Regions from separate parts of the Mus musculus genome. Here regions 1, 3, 4 and 5 are each linked to region 2. The links are chromatin contacts, called in public HiCAR-type and promoter capture Hi-C maps. All regions are on one chromosome and are shown on one strand. Each heading gives the region's core, a stretch centred on a gene start, on an enhancer-like site or on the middle of the called end of the contact. The rest is flanking DNA. Distances are from core to core; before and after follow the strand shown. Region 1 holds the start of Rap1gap2 (RAP1 GTPase activating protein 2). Region 2 holds the start of Zzef1 (zinc finger, ZZ-type with EF hand domain 1). Region 3 holds the start of Dhx33 (DEAH (Asp-Glu-Ala-His) box polypeptide 33). Region 4 holds the start of Mettl16 (methyltransferase like 16). Region 5 holds the start of Nup88 (nucleoporin 88).

Region 1 (2,700 bases), core at 82-2,581, 1.8 Mb before region 2:
ACTTCCTGAACTGTCTCTGCTGACCAGCCCTGGAATCTTGGGGTTCAAGTGCTCAGGATAGGATCCAAAGGGAAGGAGATGTTCTCTCTATTGTAAAGCTGTCTGTCTGTTGGTTCCGTGGGCACTTGACAGCTCCTTTCCCCTACTGGATCCCAAGCCAGAACCTCCAATGCCCGGTACTTAGCATTTCAGGATCCAGACTGTGGTCTGTCCACCGTCCCTGCCTTCCTTACTTCCTTCTAACACTGAGCATTGTGACTGTGCTCTGGGCCAGGTTCTGGGGTTAGAGTGGTCCAGGCAAGGGTTCTGCCTGACATAGGACACACACTGGAGTGTGAAAGGCCAACCATCAGTATGCAAACATGGAGATAGTTTGTCAAGCCGATAAGATTGCTCAGAAGTCTAAAATAGGGCACGCAGATAAGTGACTTGCATGGAAAGAGGTCTTGGACCACACAAAGGGGCAGCCATACAGAGACCGTGGTGATGAGAGCGTTAGCTAGGGGAGGGGAGCGCAGGACACCGATGTAAGACTATATCTCTGCAAAGAAAACAGTAAGTGTGAGGTATGTTCTAGACGCAGAACATCGTGGCCAGAACAGAATGAGCTATGTCCAACGGTTAGGACTGAGGAAGATTTCCGTGCAAATAAAAGATGTTTTCGGGCTTAAGCTGCCGGAGTGCTGCCTCCAGGGAATGAGCTTCCCATTAATGGAGGCGCATCAGAGGCTGCCTGCTGTGGGGGTTACGGAGAATGTCTGGAACATCGGTCCCTCAACATCTTCAAGTTCAGGAGCATCTTTGGTTTGGTGGAAGATGGGATGGAGTCTTCGGAGGGAATGAATCAAAGCTGTAGGTTGTCGCGTCCCAGTCAGGGGTCAGCGTCAGGGTTTTCGGCAGTCCCTGATCTCCTACTTCCAAGTTCCAATAGCACACTTTCAGGAGAGTCCCACCAGGAATCCAGGAATCTTTCAGCTTCTCAGTCCCCCAGTGTCGTGCGCCCTATGATTCAGGAACCTTTGCGGGCAGGTGGGCTTCTCCCTTCATTCTCTGGGATCCCCAGGACCTGCCCCACCCTGCGCCTTTGTTCAGGAGGAGCCGCCCCGGGGCAATACCCTGACAGCGCGGACACGAGCATCCCTCAGGGCGTTCGACGATTAGTACCGCCGTATCCCAAACCCAGCCCGGTCTCCCGCTGCTGCGCGGTGGGCGCCGCTGGGACCCAGCTCCGAAAAGCCCCGAGGGACGGGAGTGCGGGATCTAGCGGACTAGGGCAGAGACTGCGTGTGCGCGCTCCGTAGGCCGGGGGCGCGCCCGCCAGGTGTGCGAGCGGCCGCCGGCGGGTGGCAGGGCGCAGCTTTGTGCCGGCCGGTGTGCGCGTGTGCGCGCCGCGGTGACGGTGCACGCGGCTGGGCGGGCTGCGAGGGAACCCCGCGTTGAGGAGGAGGGGGCTCGGTCCTGATGGAGAGCTGTGGGCGCCGCGCCGACCAGCGCGCGCGTTGGGTGAGCCGGCAGGACTGACTATTGACATTCTGTCCACGTCGGGAGTGTGGGAAGGTCAGTGGCTCTGGGCTAGGTTGTAATTTCACAGCCGGCGTGCATCTGGACGCGAGTCCTGGGTGTGACTGAGCGTGGAATTGGAGAGGATGCTGTGAGAGTGGATGTGTGTGTTGGCAAAGCACTGATGGCCCCGGTGAGCTCCGCGCGCCCATCGCACCAAGCAGTTGGGCTCACTGGGAGGTAGGGTGACAGTCCACAGAAATCCCTGCCGGGTGCGCGGATGCGACACAGCATACACACCATGAAGAGGGGCGTGTGTGTGTGTGTGTGTGTGTGTGTGTGTGTGTGTGTGCGCGGGCTCGCGCGCGCGTGTGTGTGCATGTGATGTTGGTCAGCTCCCTGTTGGAGTCTGGTGAAAGACGCTGACCGAGATGGAGGTCAGACGTGGGTGTTTACAGGTGGCAGTAAAGGAAAGAAGCCAGGAACCCCAAGAGGATGCTGAAGCTAGGCTGCTAGGTTGGGGAGGGAGGACTTGTTTTTATTGGCAAGATCAGAAGCCCCAGCCTGTCTGTCCCCAAGCCAGCTTGTGCCTGTTCCAGGGAGAGGCAGTAGAATTGGAGTAATCGGTCCAGAGACTTTCATGGACCTGCGGGGCAAGGCCAGCTTTGCAGCCTGATGCTCATTTCTAGAGGCCTTGGGTGGGTGTGGCAGTGACAGTCAAGGGTGGGGGTCCTGTTTACAGGACAGAGGGACTCTATAGATTGCACTTTGGTTTTGCCTATACTTGTTATGTCTGACTTGGGAGCTGGTAAGGGGCACACTGCTTTCCGCTGTAGCTTTCTTTCACCCTTACTGAATCTGAAGGGCATTTACATGTTACCAGGGTTTGTGCTCGAAATTCATGGATCAGCCTCTGAATGGCTCCCATCAGGGTCGCCTCTAAAGGTATTACTAGAATTGTCCTGGACCTGTATCAGGGCATGCTATCCTTTGAGCCTCATAGGTCTCAGTTTCCCTTGGTGAAGAAAGCTCTCATCCCCTCTGCTCCTCCTGCTGTGGGCGAAGAATAAACAGAAAAGCTTGCACAGCTACCTGGAGGCTGGGAGTGACTCAGGGCCTGTGAGGTCTTGGGCAGTGATTTCCCTCAGGACTTGGGAGAGGTTGTGCATCACCTACCTCTAAGCAAGGGTTCTGGGCTGC
Region 2 (2,728 bases), core at 66-2,565:
TGACAATTTTACATGGCTTACTCATTAAAAACCTTTTGTCCTAACATTGTGGAATTAATAAGACTTCAGGGAGCAGGATAATAGGGACCTAAGGGAATGGGGTGGGAATCAAGAGGTTTGTGAGATACTCTCAACTTTGCTAGTGAAATGATTTATAGGCTAACTCTGGGTCAGTTTTTTCCAAACCATAAACCAAAATGTTCAGTAGAGATATGAGGAGAAATTTCATAAGTACAAGAAAACTAACGCTTCCCTATCAACTTTAGGTTTGATAAGGTTTCAAATGAGCCTGGAACAAGTTCTTCAATGATTTAAAATCCAGTGTATACTTGTTAAAAAAAAACAAACAAACAAAAAACAACCAACCAAACAAAACCTAGTATTTTATAGTCATGAACGGCTTGCAGAATGAGTCTTTTCAGTGTAATGTTACCCTCCTTCCACATTAGACTCAGATGGTTCTCTACAAGATTCCTGCACAGGCCAGTAAAACAGAATGGTTTTCATGGCCACTCCCTTGATCTTTGCACATCCTTTCTCGTAATTGTCTTACTCTGATAAGGTCCAGCAAGCAACTAAGCCTGTCAACTGCACAAATGTCTGCCTACCACATGCAGAGACTTTTTTTTGGCTTGCTCCTCTCTTCGGAACAAAGCTAATGTAGCCTGGACTTTCCACACCTCTAGTAAAGGCGAGAGACGTAGCAAAATTCCGTAGTGATGCACTCCGAAAGAGTTCGGACAACGCCATACTTCCATTCTAAGAACCCGAGGACCCTATGGCTTCCTGGCTGGCCTCCGCAAAGCAACCGCCCACCTCTTCAGGACCTTATTGGCGACCACCCTGCTCCCGCACCGCTGTCGCCAGCCAGCCAGCCAGCCAGCCCTGACCTCCTCGAACTGCTCGCCCGAACATCCAGCGCCGCGAGCCTCCAGCAACTCCCGGAACTGCTCCAGGGTGACGGACTCTTCACCGCGGCCCAGCCGCTCTTCCAGCCAGCGCAAGAGCGCGCCGTGGTGCCTCGACACCAGGGATTCGCAGGGAGGTGCGGGCCGCAACGCAGCCGCTGCCTCTCGCAGCCGAGCGGGTTCCAGGAGTGCAGCGGCGGAAGGCAGCACCGCGGCCGCAGGGCCGGGGCCGGGGGTCGTGCCAGAGTCGGCAGCCCAATCTTGATGTGGGCTCCAGCCCTCACCCCCTGCGGCCGCCGCTTCGTCTTCGCTGCTGTTACTCGGAGCGTTCCCCATGGGGTCTCCGTCTTGGGTGCTCGGAGGTGTCGCCGCCGCCGCCGCCTCCCAGCCACGACCTGTCAACCTCCGACAGCTCCTGGCGGGCGGGGACGGGGTGGAGACCACAGCGGCGGCAGTGACTTCCGGCTTCCTGGCTGTCGAGCGAGGCCTGATGTCGCAACGGAGCCGTCAAGCGGATTCCATTTGCTCACGACAGCTTAATGAAGCCCGGGAACCCACCCGTTAACGTATCCGTCTAGCCGCCTCTGCCGCCATCTTTGTTGAGGGCGGATAAACTGTAAGCCAGGACTTTTTGTTTGTTTGTTTGTTTGTTTGTTTTTTCTCTGTACTGTTCCCCTTTTCTGCTCCACGCTTCACGTTCAGAATCTAGGCTGGACAAGAAAAGAAGAAAGAGTCGGGGGCAAAAGAGTCAACTTTGCTGTGAAGTCTGTCAGTGTCGCGCTGCCGACGTCACGGCCGGCGTCTCTGCTGTCTTAGTGGTGGCTTAAGAGGTGGCTACCTCCGAAGCGTGTCTGGTGTGTTGCTGTATAGATGCTGAGGATATGCGGGCTTGGTGTGGTGCTGAGCCTGGCCGTGGCGGCGGTGGCTGTCATGGCCGTGTGGTTGATGGACTGGTGGGGTCCCCGCCCTGGTATTCGCCTCTTCCTTCCCGAGGAGCTAGCCCGCTATCGCGGCGGCCCAGGGGACCCGGGCCTGTACTTGGCACTGCTCGGCCGCGTCTACGACGTGTCCTCTGGCAGGAGGCACTACGAGCCTGGGGCGCACTATAGCGGCTTCGCAGGTATCGGCGAGGCTCTCACACCTTTTCCTCCTGCGTGGGCTCGTAGCCACGGCTTGCGTTCGTCCAGTAATTTATTCCTCCGCGCCTCGTCATCCCACATTCCTCAGACTGCTGCGGTGGGAAGGACACGGTCCTGGTTTGCAGCTTGGACGCAACTGTGCTAGTTATGTACCCTCCGACTCTGTCTGCTGCACTGTGTGACTGATTCGGAGAAAGATGTGTCTTGTTAGGTAGTGGTTACACTCAGAAGTCTACCTGGTCTCTAGAGCTACCGTGCTTTCAGGCTCTTTAGACTGACCCGAAATAACCTTTCCTCCGCCCGCCTCCGTTTCCCCTAATATAATATTTGAGTCTTTTTTAATTCTAGTAGATGCACTTGTCTGCTTTTCTTTAAAAAAAAAAAATGAGAATCAAGCGGGGAATGAAGTTAGAGCACAGGAAAGCAAGTATCTTTTGTAGTATTAAAATACCTACAATAAACCAGAAGTGGTGTTTTAACTGGAGTGGCTGAGACAGGAGGATCTCTTGAGCTACAAAGATCCATTGAGCCAGGAATTTGTGGCCAGGCTGGCTCTAAAACAACACGAAACAAAACTTCTGACAAAATTTGGTATATTAGCCTTCCTAAGAACATTTATCAAATTAACTCCATTCTGCTGTGCTCCCGTTACCCCTTAACAACGGAGGGGATCGGAAAATG
Region 3 (2,713 bases), core at 154-2,653, 1.8 Mb after region 2:
AGGCTTTAAAGCATCTCAACAGGACCAAAGCCACAGGCCATACCGGATTCCACAACAGACAGATTCACATCTGGGTTTTTTTTTTTTTTTTTTTTTACAAAACAAACAAAAAAAAAACAGGTCTGCATACCAAATTTGATGGATAGCCTTCACATGAGTTGAGAATTATAGAACGCCACATTCTGTATAAGAAACACAATCCGGGGGCTGGTGAGATGGCTCAGTGGGTAAGAGCACCCGACTGCTCTTCCAAAGGTTGGAAGTTCAAATCCCAGCAACCACATGGTGGCTCACAACCATCCAACCAATAAGATCTGACTCCCTCTTCTGGAGTGTCTGAGGACAGCTACAGTGTACTTACATATAATAAATAAATAAATAAATCTTTAAAAAAAAAAAAAAAAGAAACACAATCGGGGACAGCGAGGGCACTGAGAACCCTACGGGTTCCAAACACATGGAGGCTCAACTGGCTGTAACTCCAATTCCAGGGAATCCAACACCCTCTTCTGACCTCCATGTGAGCATTGCAAGCAAGTAGTGCAGGAACATACTCCCAAACAAAACGCCCACACCCTCCAAAGATGAAAAAGCAAAGGTAACCACCCATTCACTCTGTGCCTGTCTTTCTGTGTTGAATTAGCAAAGCATCTAAGAGCTTGTAATTGAACAGGAAGGAAGAACTGGTTATGTACAAGTTTTCTGCAGGAGTAGTGAATACTCGCACTGATTAAGGTGTATACAATAGGGCTGAAAAGCTGTGTAAAGATTGAAAATCTAGTAGGAATGACTGGGAGGTGAGTTAAGGCAATTTTAGTTCCACTCATTTTCTTTTTTATTTCTGCTTGTATTTTTTGAGCCTATCACTTTGTGGGGAAATTACATGATATCAGAATCATAGAATTCACCTTTCCGTAACTGAAGATACTCACTAGTAGCATTTTCAAAATTCTTTGCAGCATCCGAAATGACTTTAGTCTCAGAAAATTTCACTTTCTACATTTATAAATCGGAGCTACCAGTGGGTACCTTAAAACGTACATTGTTTAGAAGAGTAAATGTTTGTGTTCCTCGTTAGATTTACAGAAATAAGTAATTGCCTTAAAACGTGACTATTGTTGGAGCCCGAGATGGGACAGTCATTTTTATTGGATAGAAATGAGAGTTTAGGACAACGTCATTACGCAACAAGACCCTAGGGAACCACACAGCTATCGTCCCCTGTTGTTACTCGGGCCGTTTTTTCGGTCGCACCTCCGACCTTGCTCTCACAGGATGTAAATGCACAGCGCATGCTGGGAATTGCAGTTCCTTTCCTCAAGGCAGGAGGCGGCTGTGAGGTCATCGGTGGTCGCCCAGCACGCCTGCACGTGGCGAGAAAGGGGCGGTGCGCGCTTGCTGTCCCCAGCCGAGCGGAACTGTCTGCGTCCCTGCCTCCGGCCGCGGTCCTCCCGACATGCCGGAGGAGGCGAGCCTCCCGCCCGCTAAGAGATTCCGGCCGGGCTCCTGCCCTCCCGGGAGACGAGTAGTGATGCTGTTGACGGCTGGCGGCGGCGGCGGAGCTGGAGGAGGCCGGAGGCAGACGCCGCCGCTGGCCCAGCCTTCGGCCAGTCCCTACCGCGAGGCCCTGGAGCTGCAGCGCCGGAGTCTGCCCATCTTCCGGGCGCGGGGGCAGCTATTGGCTCAGCTCCGAAACCTGGACAACGCGGTCCTCATCGGTGAGTGGCGGCTTTGGTGGATCTTCCTTGCTCTAGATCCCTGGCTCTGTGCACGAGGGCGGGGTTTCTTAGGGGCTTCTCACTTTCTTTGCGTTGGTTTCTTCCACAAACTTGAAAGGGTTTCAGTGCCCGGTGTGGACAGGGACCTCTGGAAAGAGGCGGACAGAGTTACCCTGCCGGCGCTGACCGCGCTCTGTGAGTTTGAGGATATTCGCCTTCCGTGACGAGGCGTGGGGAGCATATCGGAGGCTCTCAGAGAGCTTTGCAGGATGGGCCTCACCAAGGCTTTTGAGGAGGCAGCTGCGGAGCGGGTCCCTGGGGACCGGCATTCTAAGCGAGGACGGAGAGACTGGCGCCAGAAAGAATTCAGTTGGCGAGAACCAATTTCTTGTGTACGAGAAGAACTTGGCAGTGTTCGAAGGCAGGGACTGACTTCTAGTGGCTTTGCTACAGTATTGACGATAGAGGAGTTCCCGAAGGAATGTCATAAGCGAGAAAGAGACTGGAGTACTGGCAGTCAGTGGAATAGAGTGCTAAGGAGGGAAGTTCCATAACAATATGTAGACATGGTGGGGCGTGGGAGTGCACGTTGGATATGTAGTATTGATTGCAACTCCCACTAAGAATTTTTTCAAAATAACTTTAAGAACAGATCTGGCGTTGGACTGAGGAGTAATTAGGAGGTGAAAGAATGAAGGCAGTGGAAACAGGTTTCTGCTTTGGCCAACCAAGGGAAGCTGAGGCACTTGTAAATAGTCACAGATTTTGGCGAACTGAGCAGAGAGGACACTGAAGATAGATAGAACTAATGGATCAAAGTTTAGGAAATTTCAGAGATGGGGGCGCAGTGCCGGGCATCAGGAGTTATGGAGAGCCCACCTGGCACAGGAGAAAGGCTGTCTCTTTTGAAGTCACATTTGAGAAGATCCAAGAGTTCTGAGGAAAACAAAAGTTCCAGAGCCTCAAGTAGGCTTTTGGGGAGATGGAGACGGAAG
Region 4 (2,700 bases), core at 150-2,649, 2.0 Mb before region 2:
TTTGTATATGAGTACACTGTAGCTGTCTTCAGACACAGCAGAAGAGGGCATAAGACCCCATTACAGATGGTCATGAGCCACCATGTGGGTGCTGGGAATTGAACTCAGGACCTCAGGAAGAAGAGTCAGTGCTCTTAACCACTGAGCCATCTCTCCAGCCTCCCGCCCACCTTCTGTCTTTGAAATTTACTCACTTGGCATTCCCCACACATTTGCTTTAATTAAAAAAAAAACCTTCCCTACCAGTAAACTTCATGAGGGAACATATTTGTTCCCTGCTGTACCCCAATACTCAAAATAGGGCCTGTAAGGGGAGGCACTCAACTGTTGGTTGACTGGGAAGAATATGAAGTCACCAGGAGATCTAGCTCCGAGTGACAGAGCATGTGTCTAGCACGTGCAAGGCCTGGGCTCAGTCATCAACACCAAAGAAAATAAAGGAAATAACTATGAAATACTTTCCATCTGTGTGAGACACACACAGCATTCTCTTTCTGAATGGGCAGCCCAGTTGAGTCTCAACAATAACAAAAAAAGGCTCATCGGAGCGAGTCCAAAACCCAAAAGACCTCTAGGCCAGCCTTCTTTCCTCTTTAAAACTTCATGTTTCCTGGGTTTCTCTTGGCCTTTATCTCTTCACACATCATTTCTTCTAAAACTGAAGCTTATAGGATACTCTAAATTTGGCTTTTATGATGTCAAACTATGGAGGCAATAGAGACAGACCAGCGTTCAAGAGCACCAGCTGGTCTTCCAAAGGACCAGGGCTCGATTCCCAGCACCCGTATGGCTGCTCACCTAGTGCCATGACACAACCCTCTTCTGGCCTCTGCCTGCACTGTGCACGTGCTGCACAGACGTCCAGGCTGGCAAAACACCTACACCTACAAACTGTTTTGTGGGTTTGTTTTTTTTAAGTTTTTAGGAGGAACAGAAAACTCAACAGATGTCTCCCACCTAGACCCCAACACTTCCGTTTTCTCTTCACGCCCCCACCTCACAAACTTGACTTCTCCTCCGCCACTTCCCCGGCTCATCCACACCTTCTTCCCCTGGGTTTCAGCGCTCTCTAAGCATTGGCCTAGGCGAGGGACGAGGCCATCTCTCCTCCAGCTCCTCCCACCTACCGCCGGCCTTCGCGCACACCCGCCCGGGTCCCCGGCTTCTGACCCAGCGGTAAGCCCCCAAGGATCCGAGAACCGGAGGAGAAAAGCAGGTGAGCCGCTTCTTAGGCGATCCTTGTGCGCAACCGGATAAGAGATTTTTGAACCACGCACCTCGCAGGCCAATGGAGCAGGCGGACGGAGTGCGGACAGGCCCGCAATCACCAAGCCCACACCACTCACACAGCCAAGCTCCTGGAAACGCAGATGCTACGCTCCAAGCGCGCCGCCATCTTGCGCAGCCAATCCGCGCCGTGACTGGACAGACTACTCTCGCGAGACTTTTGACTTAGCCTAAAGAAAGAAGGAACTATCGCGATACTTGGAGACGGCGGTGAGTTTTCACCCAGGTTTGGGGGTGTGGTCGGCCGGGAGTCTTCTTAGGTTAGCGGATGGAGAAGACCTCACTAGTCCGCTGGCATGCAGCTATGTGATGGAGCCCGGCCAGGAACTTGGAACTACCCTCCTCCCCTGGCCTTTCTGGGTGCTGGGATTACAGGGATGGGCTACCCCACCAAGTTGTAAACGTTTGTTTTCCTTTGTTTTGAATGTAGCTTTCTTCAGCTCTCCCCAGCCTTACTAAATAGTACTAAATCTAGTCTTGGACAGGAAATAGGAAGGCTAGATGGGTTTGATGGCAATTAACACTTAAGTGCACAGCAAATCTGTGTGATGACACAGTAGTTACAGATAAACCTGTGAGATGGGTAAATAACTGGTACTTAGAAACTGTTTTGGGTGGGATAGGGGACGGGGAAATGGCTACCCTAACAAAAGACCCAGGTTCGAGTCCCAGCCCCAATATGGTGACTCGAAACCAGCTGTAACTCTAGTCCCTAAGTGCCCTCTGGAAGGCACACGTGCACGTGGTGCACAAACATGGAGGCAAACAGCCATACACATAAAGGTAAACCTCTTTTTAAATTCTATTTTTTTTTTTTAAAGAAACTGATTTGGCTAAAAAAAGCATTGAATCTGGACTCACGAAGCAAAAGGATAAAATCCTGGCGTGCGTTTGTTTGTTTGTTTGTTTGCTCGAGACAGGGTTTCTCTGTGTAGCCCTGGCTGTCCTGGCACTCACTTTGTAGACCAGGCTGGCCTTGAACTCAGAAATCTGAACTCAGAAATGCCTCTGCCTCCCCACCAATAGGCATTTCGTTGTCAGTTTTGTACGATGTTCTGTTCCAGATTGGCCAAAGGGTGTTTTCAGATTGTCTGTGTCAGTCACCTGGAATTCCTGGAACAGTAGGACTGATCAAGAAATACTTTTATAGAGCAATGCTAGGCCTCAAAGGACGGGAATGCCTCCTCTGTACTCACTGAGGGCAATTACCTGCATAGACGAAGCTATGTGCTGCAGAAGGAACAGTTGTCTTCAGGGAGCCCAGTTGCTTCCCTCCACCTTGCAGACCAAGCAGAACAGGACCAAGACCACACTGACCTTGGCTACTTTATTAGCTATGCTAATACCCCCCCAATTGCCCTACCCCCAATTTTTCCTTCATTTAACCCTAAGTATGGTGTTATAGGCCTGTAA
Region 5 (2,700 bases), core at 88-2,587, 1.8 Mb after region 2:
GCTACTGAAACATAAGGACTCTTGAGCCATCTCTCCACCCCCAACTCGGGACAGTTTTTGTTCCCAAGTGGTTGTCACAGCTCTGCTTGAAGAACTGCTACTGACTGGTGCCATTTAGTAGGTGGAGAGACCAAGGCTGCTGCATCTAAGTGTTCTACATTGTACAGAACCACCTCCCATAATAGAACGTTCTCCTTCGAAACGTCAGCACTCACTGTTGAGAAACACTACTCCACACAACATGTTCAGCATGAAGATTGTTTTTCTGGGTGGTTCTTCTGGAATACACCCACCCTTTTGAGACTGCTGAACAGGGAGATAAGCTGCTTCTTAGAAGGAACTACTTGAGTTCGGAAGAAGGCGGAGCTTAAGTTCAACTCTCCTAACCGTGTCTGATGTTCTTCAGGAGAGAAATAACTTCTATCTCACGTGACGTATACATACGGAGTGCTTCCCTCTGTAACCGAACGTTAGGTGGTGGTGTTGCTACTGCTGTCATGACTCTTAAAATATGAAACAAAGTCGAATCCTAGGATAGCATAACACCTACGCCGGCCAACAGCCCGGGCGGCGGCCGGGACCCAATCCTATAGCAAGAGATCCACCTCGCTGGCCAGGCACACCGGGCACCTGCTCCACAACCAGTGCTGAAGCGAGCACACCGAGGACAGAGGTCCTTGGGAAGATTAGGGAAGTGATGACAACCCAAACTTCACACTCACCTGCCTGAAAGTTTCTTTCCAGTGGGGCGAGCCCACCTGCTTGTACAACAAGCGGTGCGGAGACCCCGAGGACTCTGCCATCTCCTCCCTTAGCGGGAAACAGCGCCCAAATCACCGCCCCTTAGCCGCGCGCAAAGGATTCTGGAAGTTGTAGTCTCGGCGCAGTCTGTCTGTACTTCAGGCCGCCGGGCTTTCTTGGAATTGTATCTAGTTTCTATCCCCTCACAGTGACAGATTTAGGGGAATCCGAGGATAGATGAAGCAGTGACAGTTGAGAAGTAAACACCACCCGGGCTGAGGGAGGTGAATCTTGAGAGAAAGTTCTGGGTTTACCCAGAGGAAGTTGTCCAGTAGACAATCAGACACACATCTCTCATCCTTAACGCTACCCCCTCACTGGCCCAGCAGCAGCCCCAAAGCGATCCTTACACTCCACTCCGCCCCGCCCCGCCCCGCCCACCTTGGCTTCAACCCGCGGCCCTGTCTATCCTCTAGCGATTCTTTCTTATTGGGCCAACTTCTCGAGATTCCTACACTTTGATAGGCTGAAGCTGTGAAGTGCTGGCCGCGGATTGGCTACGCACAGCAGCGGGCTTCGTTTCCTCCCGCCCCTCAATCCTGAGCTGTTAGTTCAAGATGGCGGCTGCCGTGGGGCCCTTGGGCGATGGGGAGCTGTGGCAGAGCTGGCTTCCTAACCACGTCGTGTTCTTGCGGCTCCGCGAGGGCGTAAGAAACCAGAGTCCAGCCGAAGCGGAGAAGCCAGCGGCTTCGACTTCACCCTCGTGCCCGTCTCTGCCGCCGCATTTGCCGACGAGAAACCTGGTCTTCGGCCTCGGAGGGGAACTGTTTCTGTGGGACGCAGAAGGCAGCGCCTTCTTGGTGGTTCGCCTTCGAGGCCCCAGCGGTGGTGGCGTGGAGCCTCCTCTCTCCCAGTATCAGGTGCGCCGGTCCATCGTGAAAGCAATCAGCCTTTTGGTTCGTTGGCGGACCTGGGCTGGCGTCTTTTGGGAACGCCCCACTTCGAGTGGAATGACCCCGCTTTGTAGCTCAATCTGGTCTGGAATCACTATGTAGCCCAGGCTAGCCAGGAACTCCTGCCCCAGTCTCTGAGTGTTGAGATTACGGGTCTAAGTCATTTATAAACACCAAAACAGAGGCTAGGCCTGTGTGTGTGTCCAGCACCTGACATAAACCTAGAGCATGCACAAGCTCCGTAATATCTGTGATTTGCTTCGGTGGGGGTGGAGGGGTTTGTTGAGACAGGGTTAACAGCCCTGGTTGTTCTGGAACGCACTCTGTAGAGCAGGCTGACCTCATTAACAGAGATCTGGAGGATCCTGATCAGAGCTAGGATTAAGCCATGTGCTGCCACTGCCCAGTTCTACAACAGGCATTTAAAGACATGGGCCTACAGATTTAAAAGCAATTAGAAATATTATTATATTCAAAAGAAATCCTTATTTAAAAGGATTTTTGGCTTAGTATAATTCTCCATACTAAGGTAAATAATATATTGATGGTCTCATCATTATTTACGAATAATAAAAAGAAATTAGAAATCTAAAATGGTCATGAGAAAAGAAATAGGAAGTACCAGGGTGAGAGTATTTTTGAGGCTATATGATGCTATGACAAATTATTGAAACTCCCTTAAACTATCACTCTTTTATATTAAGTCCACGTAGATGAAGCAGTACTGCTTGCTGCAAGGCGCTTGAAGGTAATCTAGGGCCTTACCTGTGACCTTGGGTGACCTGGAGCTCAAACAGAGCCACCTGCACCTTATCTGGTGCTGGGAATAAAGGCGTGAACCTTTACACTTGGCCTGAAGCTCTTCCTTTCTCTACAGTACAGTTATAAGATGGTAATCTGTTGATACTTCCGAGTTTATGTATTTACTGGGTATCAAGAGTCTGCTTGAGGCCAGGAACACAGAAGAAAAATCTCAAGTAGCGCCTACTGGGTTATGTCAGGGAAA

What was found. Promoter capture Hi-C pulls out the DNA fragments that hold promoters and counts their contacts. HiCAR-type assays count read pairs that join an accessible place to other places. Capture Hi-C pulls out chosen DNA fragments and counts their contacts.
Region 1: a contact with region 2 is called in a promoter capture Hi-C map of embryonic stem cells, with 4 times the contacts expected there. The contact joins the promoter of Rap1gap2 here to the promoter of Zzef1 in region 2. A contact is called at or near these places in 4 of 39 promoter capture datasets (cranial neural crest, embryonic stem cells, frontonasal cranial neural crest and 1 more).
Region 3: a contact with region 2 is called in a HiCAR-type map of astrocytes, with 6 times the contacts expected there. The contact joins the promoter of Dhx33 here to the promoter of Zzef1 in region 2. A contact is called at or near these places in 4 of 39 promoter capture datasets (cranial neural crest, hippocampal neurons, liver and 1 more), 2 of 484 Hi-C or Micro-C datasets (CD4 T cells and muscle stem cells), 1 of 115 datasets of contacts at active chromatin or transcription factors (astrocytes) and 1 of 9 other capture datasets (adipose tissue).
Region 4: a HiCAR-type map of astrocytes shows a contact between it and region 2, with 7 times the contacts expected there. The contact joins the promoter of Mettl16 here to the promoter of Zzef1 in region 2. A contact is called at or near these places in 2 of 39 promoter capture datasets (hippocampal neurons and liver), 1 of 115 datasets of contacts at active chromatin or transcription factors (astrocytes) and 1 of 9 other capture datasets (embryonic stem cells).
Region 5: a promoter capture Hi-C map of liver shows a contact between it and region 2, with 2.3 times the contacts expected there. The contact joins the promoter of Nup88 here to the promoter of Zzef1 in region 2. A contact is called at or near these places in 1 of 115 datasets of contacts at active chromatin or transcription factors (astrocytes) and 2 of 9 other capture datasets (adipose tissue and liver).

Annotation. Positions count from the first base shown.
Region 1 is chr11:74,588,817-74,591,516 of GRCm38.p6, reverse strand. Rap1gap2 (RAP1 GTPase activating protein 2) reads left to right here and starts at 1,331. Exons shown (of 25, transcript NM_001015046.3): 1 at 1,331-1,557.
Region 2 is chr11:72,794,813-72,797,540 of GRCm38.p6, reverse strand. It overlaps Zzef1 (zinc finger, ZZ-type with EF hand domain 1), which reads right to left and starts at 1,315. Exons shown (of 55, transcript NM_001045536.2): 1 at 891-1,315. The coding sequence starts at 1,244. It overlaps Cyb5d2 (cytochrome b5 domain containing 2), which reads left to right and starts at 1,702. Exons shown (of 4, transcript NM_001024926.3): 1 at 1,702-2,028. The coding sequence starts at 1,779.
Region 3 is chr11:71,003,122-71,005,834 of GRCm38.p6, reverse strand. Dhx33 (DEAH (Asp-Glu-Ala-His) box polypeptide 33) reads left to right here and starts at 1,403. Exons shown (of 12, transcript NM_178367.4): 1 at 1,403-1,718. The coding sequence starts at 1,457.
Region 4 is chr11:74,769,562-74,772,261 of GRCm38.p6, reverse strand. Mettl16 (methyltransferase like 16) reads right to left here and starts at 1,399. Exons shown (of 10, transcript NM_026197.3): 1 at 1,278-1,399.
Region 5 is chr11:70,968,610-70,971,309 of GRCm38.p6, reverse strand. Nup88 (nucleoporin 88) reads left to right here and starts at 1,337. Exons shown (of 17, transcript NM_172394.3): 1 at 1,337-1,661. The coding sequence starts at 1,359. It overlaps Rpain (RPA interacting protein), which reads right to left and starts at 1,111. Exons shown (of 7, transcript NM_027186.3): 1 at 723-1,111. The coding sequence starts at 803.